Linked DNA regions of Mus musculus: region 1 is linked to region 2. The links are chromatin contacts, called in public HiChIP or PLAC-seq maps. All regions are on one chromosome and are shown on one strand. The core of a region is the stretch at or near the end of the contact, and the rest is flanking DNA. Distances in the headings are between cores, read along the strand shown. Region 1 holds the start of Nupl2 (nucleoporin like 2). Region 2 holds the start of 5031425E22Rik (RIKEN cDNA 5031425E22 gene).

Region 1 (6,743 bases), core at 1,482-3,981, 730 kb before region 2:
CAGTGTGAACAGACTGGCTGAGCCACAGGGCCACGGGTGACTTCTTTTTCTTGTTTTGCTTACTGAAAACACTGTAATTGCTTCTGGAAAAGCTAAGCAATTGATTTTCTACAACACTTTTAACTCACAGAAGTTTCTTTTCATCTTTCTGCTCATCAGAGAGAGGTGAAGCAAAAGGGTTTTGAGATGACCCAAAGCCTCTGCTGGTAGAAGCCCCAGAATCAAAAGAGCCGAATGGTGGTTTGTCCTGATCTCTGCTGCCACCCCATGGTGTGGACTTGGGGAAGCTGGAAGGCTGGATGACGTTGGAGTACCTCTGGCTGCTGGCATTCCACCCTCGACGGTTATTCCCTAAAATAATCAAGAAAACAAACAATCAGAAAATTGGTAAATTTTTCCAATCTTGAAGATCTCTATTACATTTTATGTTATTATGTCTTGACATTATACACAGTGCTATTTTCTACTAGTTTTAAATGACAATCCCTTTATGAGTTATAGTTTGTTATATGTTATAACAAGTCACATAATGTTCTCTTTATATTAAAAAATGAGATCAAGGCCAGGTGTGTTGGTGTAAGAATTTAATCACAGCACTGTGGAGGGAGAGACAGGCAGGTCTCTAAGTTCCAGGTCAGTCAGAACTATATAGTGAGGCCTCATCTCAAAAAGCAAATAAAAACCCCAAAACCCAAGCTGACAAAAAGCAACAACAAAGTGAGATCAATGTGATCATAGAAATATAAAGACATATCGGTGAGTTCAGTGTTAAGCCTATTAAATTGACCATGAGGGAATAAATAAAAAATACTCTAAACATCTCTAAAAGCTTTGCGGTGAGCCCAGCTCGGTCAAGGCCCTCATTTGACCTATCATTGGATGTGTGTGTATGCTTCTGCACTGGGCCATAGAGACAATGAATGAAAGAGAACAATGAATAAACTGGATAATAAAAAGGGTTAAATTTTACTTTCTGTCCTTAAATAGGTATTTAAAAAGTGTTTGCCTCTGTCTTTACTTTGTGGACACAATGCCCACAACCTATCCTTCATATAGAGATCGCAGAGCTTACTAATAGGTAAAGTATAGCGTAGATTTCTAACAACTCATAAAATAATAATAATAAGCCAATAGGACTTGTTTCAGGTTTTGATACTGTTTTTAATCTTATCACTTCCTAGTTTATGCTAGGATAAAGGTAATTTATCTTAGGATTTAGAAAATATATCACTTAATATATACTAAAAACAGACTGATAGAGTACTCCTCTGGCTGAAATAGACATGCCTTTAGTACACAGCTTTAATCTCAGACATCGAAAGTAAAGTTAGTCTGTAGAAGGAAGCAGCTATGTTTGAAAGTGGTATCTAATTGAGTGCCAGACAAAGTGACAAATCAGAGAAAAATTTGACAGAATAGGATATGCCCAGCTCTCACAGGAGGAGGAACAGGAAGCTACGTAAGATGGAGCAGAGCAGAGGGAAAGAGAGAGGTATTTAAGGCCCAAATGTGGGCCTTAAAATTACAAAGCATTCTTTTTCTTTCTTTTCATTCTAAAGTTTTATTTGTATTTTTCCCCTAATTATCTATCTACTGAACATTTACTTGCAAATTACTACATTTAAAGTAGGTTTCCAGAGACCAAATGGCAAACATTCCTCTCAGCAGTCCCTGGGAGTATACCAGTATCTATCGGAACCTGACTCCTAATTTGGAGTCTTTCACTAGAAGCATTGTAGATGATACAATCTGTCTCCTCCACGAAAAGACTGGAAATATGAAACCAGCATGAACACAGGGGCTGGAGGAGCCTTAAAGAGAAGGGGAAAGAGAAGCACCCACTGACAACGTCACGAACTAGGTTCCACTGGGCAGTGGTAGCACATGACTTTAATTTCAGCACTCAGGAGGCAGAGGCAGGTGGATCTCTGTGAGTTCAAGGCCAGCCTGGTCTACAAAGAGTTTTTCAGGACAGCTAGGGCTGTTACACAGAGAAAGCCGATCTCTGAAAACCTAAAAACCAAAACAAACAAAAAACTAGGTTCCAAAATTAAGAGAACAAAACGTATTTATCTGACTTCTAAAACCTTGTTTTGTGCTGGTTTAATGTCTAACCCCTGAATACCCTTTCCACAAAACTTGTAAGGTTCTTGACCCAGTGTCGGAAGCTACTAACTAAAGCCCAGATTTTAAGAGCTTGTGATCACGGACAAGGAAGGGGAAAGAGTAGAGAAAGGGGTCTGAATGAACCCACGTGAATTCTCCCTACCACTGCCATTCACCAAAAAGGAGGTTTTGATGAAGATATCTCTAATTTAAAAACGCAGTGTTTGACAGGAGCACCCAAGTCCAAACGCCTGTCCACGTGTGACGATCAGAAACGACTTGTCAAACTACTGGGGGTGAGACGTCGCATGCCAGGGCAGGGGCCCGGGGTGGAGGTGTGCGTCCGCAGCAAGTGGCCCTGGCTCAAGGCTCCCAGACCGTCACCTGAGGGTGGCTGCTGCTGCGGTGGCGGCTGCCGAGCCCCGCCCGCACCCCGGGCGCCGGGATGCTCGTTCCAGCAGCGGTCTCCGAAGCGGCACCGGCCTTGAAGGAAAAACTGGCATATGGTCATGGTAGCGCCGTCCCAGCTCGACCCTGCTCGCGGTCGCCGGCGAGGGCCCAGGCTCCAGCAACCGAGGCCCGGCTAGTGTGACGTCATCGCCCCGCGCCCAGAGGCTCTGTGACCAGTGTGCCGTGAGCCGCGTGGGCTTTAGCCAATGGGATTTAAGAAGAGCAGAGCTGTCAGCGCTCGGGTATGCTGAAATGGGACGCGGTCGTTGGATCCCTGACCCGGACCCGGACCCGGACCTGAACCCGGACCCGAATCTAGAGAATACCAGATATAGCAGACAACCAGCAACCCTCTAGTTGGCTGTATACAGTCTGCGAGACTCATTCGTTCTTTACATTTACTTGGGGGGGGGGGAGGTAAAAATGGGCTTAACAACGAAAAAAAATCTGTTTATCAAGAGAGATTATTTACAGAAAGCCAGCTGTAACCAGGAAACAGGACTCAATGCAGGCGAAAAGCATCTATTAGTTTCTTAGTCGGTAATGTCTTAAAATTTCACGTAAATGTTGCCTTTTGAAATTTCATCAGGAAAAATGACAAAGAGTAAAACCGACACAGAAGCAGCCCGATTTTCCTCAGGAGCAGTTTCAGATAAAGGTTTTCTGAAAGTATCCAATTTACTGTTTTTTGTTTGTTTTGTTTGTTTTGTTGAGATACGGTCTTACTAGCTGGCCTCGAACCCACAGAAATCCACCTACCTTAGTGCTAAGATCAAAACCGTACACCCACTACGTTTCATTTATTATCTTTACAGTTCTCATGCAGGACCCTGTATCAGTATAAAACAAGTACATTATATAACAATGAAATGAAATTGCTCTTGGAAATTAAAATTGGAGAATGGGGATAAACTAAGAGTTGAAGGCAGCTTAGAGACTCCTCAGACTCAAAGTATACCTTGAGTCTCATTTTATATTTTGGTTATGCTAGAGGATGGAGAGATCAAAAGCAAAACTCTAACTAGTAATCCTAACACTTGTGATGGTAAATACTGTCAACTTGATTACTTTTAGAATCACCATAGACACAAATCTCTGGACTTGGAGGGTCAGACTTAGATCCCCATAGATACACACCTTTGAGCATGTCTGTGAAGATGCTTTCACAAAGGTTGAACTGGAAAGATGTACCCTTAATGAGGACTGCATTCTCAAAGGAGTGGGCACACACTGAATAAAAAGGCAAATTCAAGTTGAACATCCATTGCTGTTGCTAGACTGCAAATACAATGTGCCCAGCTGTCTCATGCTCCTGTTGAAATCCCGTCCAAGCTGTGCTAGACTGTACCTTAATCTGTGAGCCAGAATCAACACATGCTTCTGAGGTTGCTTTTACCAGGGTTTGTCATAGTAATAGGAAACACAATCTAGATAGCTCTATATGTAGGTGTAATCTAGCATGGTCTCAGTCATCCTCCTGCCTCAGCTTACCAAAGTGAGAACTGCCACTATTTTGAATCTTCACACCCGCCCACAACAAATTGAGTTATGTTTAAAAGGAGTAAAACTGGTAATATCAGAGTGAAACCTTAAAAATCTTTGGAGGAAAAATTAAGGGGTTCAAAAGGATCAATCAGGATTTAATGCTGCAACCCACAAAATGCTCTTTCATAATACCAGTTTACTGAAGTTTAATGAGAACTGGTTTGGTGCCATATTGGATGGAGTAAATTGGATTTTACCTAATGCAAACAGTCAAAAAAGAATATAGATTTAGTTGAATAACTTTATTAAATGGCACATTTTGATATTGGTGTATTAAAATGCCTCATGACTCAAACATTTTCATGACACTATAATGACAAGTTTTAAAAACTAGACCACAGAGCCACAGTTACTGTTATAATATGGAACAAGTTTTGTCTACTAAACATTCATACTCAAATTGTGATTCTCAAAAGTAAAACCCATGTATCATCAAAATAAAGCACTTCAAAGGACAGAACACTGACAAACCCAGTATCTACTGAAATGAAAGCAGAGTACATTATAGGAAAGGAACTTTTTGAAAAAGTAATGAAATGTACTTTATATACAAAGAAATTTGAATACAAAGCAATTTGTATATGAAGTAATATACTTTGAATAGTTTACTTTTACCCATTATCCTTTAGAATTGTGAATGATAGTTCTGGTTTGGGGGAAGACGTGTTCTTATTAGGAACATGATACAGGTTATTAGGAGTAAAGGAACTTTATAGAAAGCTTTATAAAATGTTATGTGTTCTAGTTAATCAGCAGCCTAAAAAGAACAGCTAATATAGTCAAAATATTTTAACAGTGCTGCCTATTCTACAGGGGTAACTGCTCTATCAGTGTGATTACAGTGTAATAAATGAGTATTTTGTCATCAGAAAATTTAGCTATGTTAACAATTTTTCTCATGTTTTCCTGCATGTATGCATGTGCTTCATTGTGTGCCTGGTACTTGAGGTAGCTAGAAAGAGGGCACTGAATCCCCCTAAACTAGAGTTGTAGATGATCGTGAGCCTCCGAGTGGATGCAAAGGACCACACCCAGGTCCTTCTGCAAGATACAGTGCCACCTCTCCAGCTTCAAATAGCCACATTTTTTTTTTTCGTTTTTTCGAGACAGGGTTTCTCTGTGTAGCCCTAAGCTGTCCTGGAACTCACTCTGTAGACCAGGCTGGCCTCGAACTCAGAAATCCGCCTGCCTCTGCCTCCCAAGTGCTGGGATTAAAGGCGTGTGCCACCACTGCCCAGCTCAAATAGCCACATTTTAAAATAGTGCAAATTTCAACATCTTACATAAAAATATTTACAACAGTCAGAGACTGAGAAGCCAGATTGAATCAGTTTGAGCCAGAACAGCTAAGTTGAACCAGCCAGAGTATAGAAAGAGCTAGAAAGGGTGAGCTTGTTCAGCAGTAAGTCTCAAAAGATGAAAACATTCTAGGCCTAGATAAGATTGTATGGAGGCTGGAAGCTTCCAGGACCTCACCTAGGTTAGCAGACAGAGGCAGTGAGCCTGAGATGACAATTACATCAAGTGAATAAAAGATCATTTTACAGTCTAGAGGTGGAGGTTGTCTAAGGCTGGAGTTTGTAAGAGTGTACTGGGTTAAATAGTGTTCCTCACAAAATTCCTATCTATCCAGAACTCCAGAATGCATTTCTACTTGAAAACAGGATCTTTGCAGATGTAAGTGGTTTAAGACAAAGTACTAGAATCCTTCTGATGTGGTGGTGCATACTTTTAGTCACAGCATTTAGAAAGCAGAGGGTGGGTATCTTAACTCCAGGCCAGCGGGGGATGGCTCCAAGGTTAAGGGCACTAGCTGTTCTTCTAAGTACCTGGGTTCAGTTTCTAGAACCCACGTGGTGGTTCACAACCAGATTCGGGAGATCTGACCCCATTTTCTGACTTCTGTGGGCACCAGGCATACAGATGGTATATATTCATTCATATGTAAGTTAAAAAAAAGAATGGTTCAAATAAATGCTATTTACAAAAGAACTAAGTGAAAATAGTTACACAAGAGAAAGAAATGACCATGAGAAGATGAAGGTGTAAGACTGCAGTGCAGCTCTAGGTATAAACTAAGAAGTAAATGTCAAGGACTACTGGCAACCAGCAGCAGGGGTGGGAATGGGGTGTGTGGCGGTTTTGCCCAATCCTCCAAAAGCCAGATTTGAGACATCTGGCCTCCTAAACAGTGAAAATATATTGGTTGGTTTAATCCATTAAGCAAGCAGTAGTTTGTAGCAGTGTAGCAAGCTAGCACATGGGAATAGGAGTGACTACAGTAAGTACAGGGCTTCTTTCGGAGGAGTTATGAAAACACTTGAAAAATACAATGATGACTGTACACAGTGCATATAAACATACTTTTTAAAAAAGATTTATTTATTATATGTAAGTACACTGTAGTTGTCTTCAGACACTCCAGAAGAGGGCGTCAGGTCTTGTTACGGATGGTTATGAGCCACCATGTGGTTGCTGGGAATTGAACTCAGGACCTTTGGAAGAGCAGTCAGTGCTCATAACTACTGAGCCATCTCACCAGCCCCGCATATAGACATACTAAAAGCCACTACATTAGTACAGTTTAAATGGGTGAACTGTATGCTTATGAATTACATCTCAATAAAGCTGTCTATACATAA
Region 2 (7,122 bases), core at 4,071-6,570:
AGTAACTAAAAAATGTATTTTGCCATAAAGTATAAATAATTCTCAAAAGCCACATGTATTTAACATTTGTTCTGAGACATAACCGAAACAGTCCCTGATGAACCCATTTTGAAGTACATGTTCACTTTTTAAAAAAGCTTTAAATTCAACATATAAATGAGCATCTATCATCTGCTAAGAATAAACCTTTTAAAAATAAAAGCTATTATATTTTAAAATGTTTTAATAATATACCATCCTTTCAGACAAGTGCATACTACTAATACTAATATTCCTTAATTAGTCCTGATAATCCTTCAAATTCCATTACTATTTAAAGTATATATAAAAAATTGAAAAGATAAAATTTAACATAGGAAAAATGTAAATTTGCATAATCACTTTATAACTAAGCAAAAATAAACATTTTTTTTTTAACATTTAAATATCACCATAGTAGCAGTTCCAGTAGCAGTTTCCAGGATGGCAGAGCCATTAGAACCATCTCATACATCTTTAAGACATTAATACTCAGAAATGAGTATAATACTTTTCTAAATAAAGATACTCATTTAAGAAGTAATAGTTGCCCTCATCAGTAAGGTGTATATGTGAAGCTTCTCTGGCTGGAAGAAGTGAGGGCAAGTTAGAATCATAGGTGCATTGCTGCTACCCATAACCACTACTAACAGACAGCTATTACTGCCACTATAAATACAGAGTTGACAGAAATGGAAATGGGCAAAAGTTCTCAATTCAAACTGGGATCAAAAAGATACTTTGTAATGACAAAAAAAAAAAAAAATCAAGTATCATCAAATTGCAGTCAGTTTTTAGAAAGTAATTTTACTCTCCAATCACAGGTTTTCTATAGATCCACACAAACAAAGAAGCCCGTAATCACTCAAACTTAGCTATTCCTAGGAGCAAAGGCTATTTGTGAGTTTCCTCCCAAGAGTCCAAATGCTTCAAAATTCTCTGGGAACAGAAAACCCACAGAACCTGTTAATAGATTTGCCTCTTCCATCCTAACCTAATGGAGGTGCATTGTTTATAAAGTAAAATAAGATAACAACAAACACTTTAAAAAAAGTTATTTTTAAAATAACTTAAAAGTTATTTTACAGGATTCAAAACAAAAGAGAAACAAACAAAACCAAAAGGAGGCTTTTTTTAAAAATTTCTAACTTGATGTTTTTTATGTGAAACCAAGTTAGCCAATTATTTTGTGTCTAGACCTGACCAATATCAATAAAGACAACCATAGCATATATAGACAATATACCTTCTTCTTGCTACATATATTGATAAAACACTAATTTCATGCACTAGATAGGAAGTTCAAATATCAATCATCAAGTTAAAAGTACCCACCTTGTTCTAAAGCACAAACCTTAACCATGGAGCCCATCCACTATACCTAGGGCTTAGACTCACAACTCAATCCAGAGTCTTATGTAAATACTTGACTCCAAATTCTAACACAAACTCTCCCACTACCAACCAACATTTTATTATATAATATTTCAAAAATTCTAACAAAGGTTGTATACCTGATTACTCTTCAAAGATGAAACTCACTGGCATGTAAAATTACCTAATCCCATTATTTCCACAATTATTTAGTAGAATGTACCTTACATCAGCTAGTTCATATAAGCACAATATGCAGTAACCCTGCTCTAAGGTTTATACAGAGGAGAAAGACTTGTGAACGAGTGTGTGCTCTCCGACCTTTGTAAGTACTTCTGGATTGAAAAGCACTCATCTTTCAGTTGCTACACAATCAGAATCATCAGTCAACCCATTAATGGCCCACTCATACCTGGCTATTTAGAAAAAAGATACCCCTCCCAGGATGCAAATAAACTGAAACCAGTCACACTTTTAAAAGTACAGCTGAATGACACCTGACATTTAATTTTCTATCTCAGACTTCAAGATTTTAAAGATGGCATAAAACAGATTCAAGTCCCTATTAAGAAATGCTTTTATTTAAGGACTATCACAACAAATCCCCCAATCCAATAAGGAACTGGGCATGGGGGAAGGAATGAAGACCAAAGCCTTATTTTTTAACTTACATAATGATGATAGTATGCAATAAGACAAATTTAAGAGGCAGCAAAGCACGGAGTGTCACCTTACCACATATACAAGCAACTGGAAATGATTAAAGCTTTAAATACAGGAGAAAACAGAGGCAACACAAAAAACAGGAAGAAAAGAATCCTTATATCCAGTGAGTAACAGGTTTAGGTCTGTTTGTACAGCTCCCTAAATTTTACTCCAAAACAGAATACAAGAACCAAAATATACAAAATTAGTTAGGAGTTGAGTGAGAAATGTTTAACTGAAGGTAAAAATTCCCAATCATGCAAAATGGGCTACTTAACAAAACATTTTACTTTGACATATTAGTTAAAAATGGGCGATTTAAAGTCAACACAGACTATTATCTGCATCGAATAAATGTTTAATGTTTAAAAGCCCCCCGACCATGAAATTTCCAAGGCCAAATGTCTTATTGTTTTCAAAAGTGGTATTGTTTTATTTGCCTCTTAGGAAAACCCAATAAAATTAATCAACTATAACACAACACTGTAATTTGCAATAAAATTGACGAATTTTTGTAAATGGCTTGGAGGAGGGGGGGGCAAGCCCAATCTTTTTCATGTAAACATAATACGCTTGTAATACACTGCAGACAAACGCACTGCATGGGGTGTGGAGGACCCGAGCTGATTAGATTACCACAACATCAGCCTGGGGCCGCCATTTTTAGAATCTGTAAAGGACAAAAGAGGGAAATTACAGTTTTTACTCTCCATCTCAGAAATTAAAGGGAAAGGGAGACTGTTTCCCAATTAGGTATTGCTATCTTCAACCTAGAGCTGAATGCACCTCACTTGATTCTTCTCCAAGGTCTCCAGAACTGCAAACACATATATATTATCTTCATCTCTAAAGGATGAATAAAATAAGCAACACCGAAATTTACTTTAGAACTAACTCCAGTGATTTCCCTTTGACTTTAAATTTGATCATTCTTGAGAGACAGTCTAGATAGGGCGGATCTAGGCGGAACTAAAGCCAGTGAGGCAAGCACCCAGGATTGTTTTTTCTCTCCCTCCTCCCCCGTTTAGCACAGGGAACCGTTTGTTTCTCATCTCTGTCTGCTGCCACCGCGTCGGTGCCAATCCTTCGGTCAAAATAAGCTTTCCTGAAATGAGCCATATTGTGGATTCTAAGGCTCTGGCACAGTAAAGGACGGCAGTAAGGCAAGAAGAGCGGGGGAGGAGACTGCGAAGGCTGGGTACTGACTGGGGTGACCACCTTAGGGGCGGGTTTACCCTCTCCGGAGAGGATGAGGAGCGGTCTCTCTCCTACAAAGAGAGATGCCCAAGGCGTTCTTTTAACCCCTTTCACATTTAAGAGAACATTATGCCACCGAATGGCAGGGAACAAGGGCAGGAAGAAGAAAATGGGGCCTAAACGTCTTCTCTCTGCACCCGAACAAGATGCAGCTGGAGGAGGGGAGAGCTGGCAGCTCGCGGGACCTCTCCGACACCAGTCACAAGCCTCCTTCCTCACCCCGGAGGCCTGAATCCGCTACCAGGGAGGAGGGCGCCCCCTCCCTAACTCCCACTCTCAAGGGGGTTTAACTGCCAGTTTCCCCTTCCACAACCCCAAAACCCGCCATAATGCCCCAGTGCCAGGGACAGGCAGGAGAAAGGACAAATTCCATTTCCACAAGCGACGTGGCCCCAGCACAGGCGCCTGGGGTTCAGTGTGGACGCCCGGCTCCCGAAGGACAGCGACCCTCTCTCCCTAGAGCCCTAAGTCCCCCCACCGTGGACCCCACGACACCCACAGACACGACAGGCACTGACCTGTGATGGTCACACACCAGACACCCGAACCCTGTTATCGGCTCGACCCCGGGCGAGGTTCTCCACACCTCAGCGCTCGGTCGACCCCCGACGACAGCCACTGCGGTCGCAGAACCGACTCCACACCCCCTCCCCAAGCAGCAGCGCGCAGCGTCTTCAGTGGGAACCCAAGAGTCGGGCACTGCGGGCCACGGCAGGAATGACGAGGAGACGCTGAGGCTGCTCCGAGTGTCTATGCCCCCTCTGCTGCCGCTCCCGAACGCAGGCTCGATCTCCGACTCGGCCCCCTGCGCCCGCTCAGTGTCACTGCTTCTCGCTCTGGGAAAATGGCGGCGGCGACGGCGGCGGCGGCGGCGGCAGCGGCGGCGGCGGCGGCGGCAAGCGCACGGGGCCCGCCCGCCCCGCTCCGCAGGGGCAGGGGGGAGGGGACGAAGCTACTCGCCGCCATCTTGGTTATGGGCTGCGGCCCGACGCGGCCTCTCCGCCGAGGCGTGGAGACGTCACGCTAGAGGCCGCGAGCTGGCCAGACACTCCGTCTTTCCCACAACAGGTGCATTCATCCATCCGCCGACGGTTGGGGAGGTCTTGCTAGCTGGTGGGCTTGGCTCTTTACCCGTTGTCCCCGAGTAGCCCTCAAGCCTGGATGTAGGTGAGCGTGAGGATGCTACTAGTGGGTAGAAGGATGACAGCAGGGACGGGGACGACCCCCCTCCCATCACTTCCTAAGGTGATGCACTTGCTCCTACCCCCCAAGCAGCCTCAGTCCCGGCAGCCCCCTCCCCCCGGCCTGGCCTGCCAGCTCAGGGTGAGCCCGGTCGGATTGTCACTCGACGCCCACTAGTGGCTGAGGAGGCTCCAGTGCGCAGGCTCCGGGCACCGGATAAAAGCGGAGCTGGCGAGTCCCGCGCTGTCTCGATGGAGGAGCGAGAAACGCAAGAGGTCGGGGGGAGAAGCCGCAGAAAAAATTGCAGCCATCGTCAGCGCCGCCTCCCTGCCACCGTGTATGGGGTAAAAGCTGCCGTTGCCGCTGCCGGTGCAGTCGCTGCCGCCGCCTCCTATACTTCTTAGCACCGGGGAAGGATTCCCCGCCGCGGGACAGTGTGCTGGGCGGGGAGCGGGAGTTCGTTTGTGTGGCGGTGATTAAACGAGGGAGGGACAGAGCTGGTTTCTCGAACCGAAAAGGGGAGGCCAAGGAACAAAACAGGGTTCTCCACTAAAATCACACAGCGATTACGGATCTGGCTTTGGGGGCCTTTCCCCGGAATGGCGGTTTCCGTCTTCTTGGCCCGCAGCACGACCTTGGGTGCTCCGTAAGAGGAGTGGGGAGAGGCAGAGGCGGTGTCGGCAGCCAATCGGCGTCTGGTGATTTCTGTCGGGCGCGTAGGGATTGGCTGACGATGACCTCATGCTGCAGCAGCGGGTGGGGCCAGAGTCGTCGGGGGTGGCTGTTGCAAAGGCAGAGAGTGAGAAGTGATGACGGTGATCGTTGTCGCCGCGTCTTCTGTGGAACCCAAGCAGTGCCGAAGGAAGTCGCAAGGCTCTTCCCCGACCTTTTGCTCCTCTCCCTGCGCGAGGTGAGGGCCCTGGCTCGGCCTCTGCGAGACTTTGGGGCGCTGGTGCGGCCGTGGAGGCGCAATTTCTCCTGTGACTTTTGTAACTGCGTCAGGGCAAGATGGCGCTGGGTCTCCTTGGGGCGCGGGGGGAGAGGCACGTCCACCGCCGCCGCAGCGCATGTGACCGGCTGCATTCCTGTGGGGTTTGGCGGGGACCCAGGCAGGGCGGGGGAGGGGACCGGGTTTGGGCGGAGGAGATGGTGGTGCGGTCGGCGTTGGCTGCCCGAAGAGGAAGAGATGACTGTTTGAAAGCTCTTCCCCTCCCCCACTCCCCGCAGCAGAACTGCTGCGGGGGGGGGGGGAGCCCCTGAAAGGACACTCCTTTCGGGGTGTGCCAGCCACTGGTGGAGGAGAAGGTTTGACGCCTTCTTATATCTGCCTTTCTCCTTGCAAAGTATGCTTACGTAAGGTGGCAGTTCCCTCCTGTAAGCCAACTAGGAGGCCCTGAGTGTCACTGGTATGGGTAACAAGGACAGGTTAGGCTCTGAAGGCACCACAGGTAGGAGTGTTGATTATTTCAGACAAAACATAAAGTTTGGGGGGTCTGAATAGAAGACTACAGCATTCTCAGAGTTTGAAAGCAAGTGAATAACACCCAGGAACACTTAGGGTTTCTAGGCAGACAGCGATTAAGGACTGCATCACAGTCTGAACGGAAGGGCCCTGTCAAACCTTCTCCTTAGATTCTTTGTGTTCATTACCCTCCCTGTCTGTACATCCCGTGAGAGAGTTTAAGTAATCTTACTGGTGAGGGTTGCCTTTTCAAATATAAGTATTCTTAGTAATTTTAGTATTTTGTTCTGTATGAAACTGAAAGGTCATTTTCTATACTTCACGTTGCATTTTGTCGTCCTTTTAAAAATAAAAAATGGAATTACAAATGCTTCTGGTAAATATTCGTTAAAGCTCTCTATCCTGCGTCTTTAAAGCACATTTGCAATAGCATAAAACGTATTTTTAGTGGGACTTAGGGATGGGAATGAGGGCTCGAATGGGTTTTGCTATTTAATAGCCTAGACTAGCTTGGAACTCATACTCCTGCCCACCCTCCTATTGCTAGGATTACAGGCTCTGCCTGGGTACTATTTCAACAAAACACTGTATTTGGTGCTGAGAGAAAATGAATGCCTACTAGGCCTAGAAACTTCATTAACCTGGGCCATGGTTATGTTAATTTATGTTTATTTTTAGCGGTAGACTCTTTGTAGTTGGAAATCAAGATTTGGTTTGTAGCATTTTTGTTATTAGGTAACAATGAGAATGAGCGAAAGTCAGTATTTTAAATGGAGTTATGTATTACAAAGAGTTTAACAAATTCAAAGCTTTTTGTTCCTGCTTATCTATTAAAATGGACATTTTGTATAATTGTGGAATAACCTTTTTTGTTTCTCTGTCAATTCCCTTGCTCCTTTATCCTAACATCATTTTTTTTTCCTTAGAAAAAGAACTAAATATGAAGCCGTTTGTGTTAATAAGGGAAAGAGGCCATTTTTTAGGCAAATGGAGATGAATCCTTTGTATGCTTCCAAATTCCTTCCAGTTATTGACTCCATGAAATTCATAAACTCTTAATATTTCTTTACCTTTTTTTTAAACTGGCATTTCAAATTCTTGAGCTAGACATGATAGCACAAAGT

What was found. HiChIP or PLAC-seq counts read pairs in DNA pulled down with a chosen protein or histone mark.
Region 1: a contact with region 2 is called in a FOXA1 HiChIP or PLAC-seq map of pancreatic cancer cells. The contact joins the promoter of Nupl2 here to the promoter of 5031425E22Rik in region 2. A contact is called at or near these places in 1 of 39 promoter capture datasets (cranial neural crest) and 1 of 115 datasets of contacts at active chromatin or transcription factors (pancreatic cancer cells).

What each region holds. Positions count from the first base shown.
Region 1 is chr5:24,160,951-24,167,693 of GRCm38.p6, reverse strand. It overlaps Nupl2 (nucleoporin like 2), which reads right to left and starts at 2,731. Exons shown (of 7, transcript NM_153092.4): 1 at 2,491-2,731; 2 at 129-351. The coding sequence starts at 2,617. It overlaps Klhl7 (kelch-like 7), which reads right to left. Exons shown (of 11, transcript NM_026448.3): 11 at 6,463-6,743.
Region 2 is chr5:23,431,534-23,438,655 of GRCm38.p6, reverse strand. It overlaps 5031425E22Rik (RIKEN cDNA 5031425E22 gene), which reads left to right and starts at 5,320. Exons shown (of 3, transcript NR_165300.1): 1 at 5,320-5,446. Kmt2e (lysine (K)-specific methyltransferase 2E) reads right to left here and starts at 4,192. Exons shown (of 26, transcript NM_026984.2): 1 at 3,873-4,192.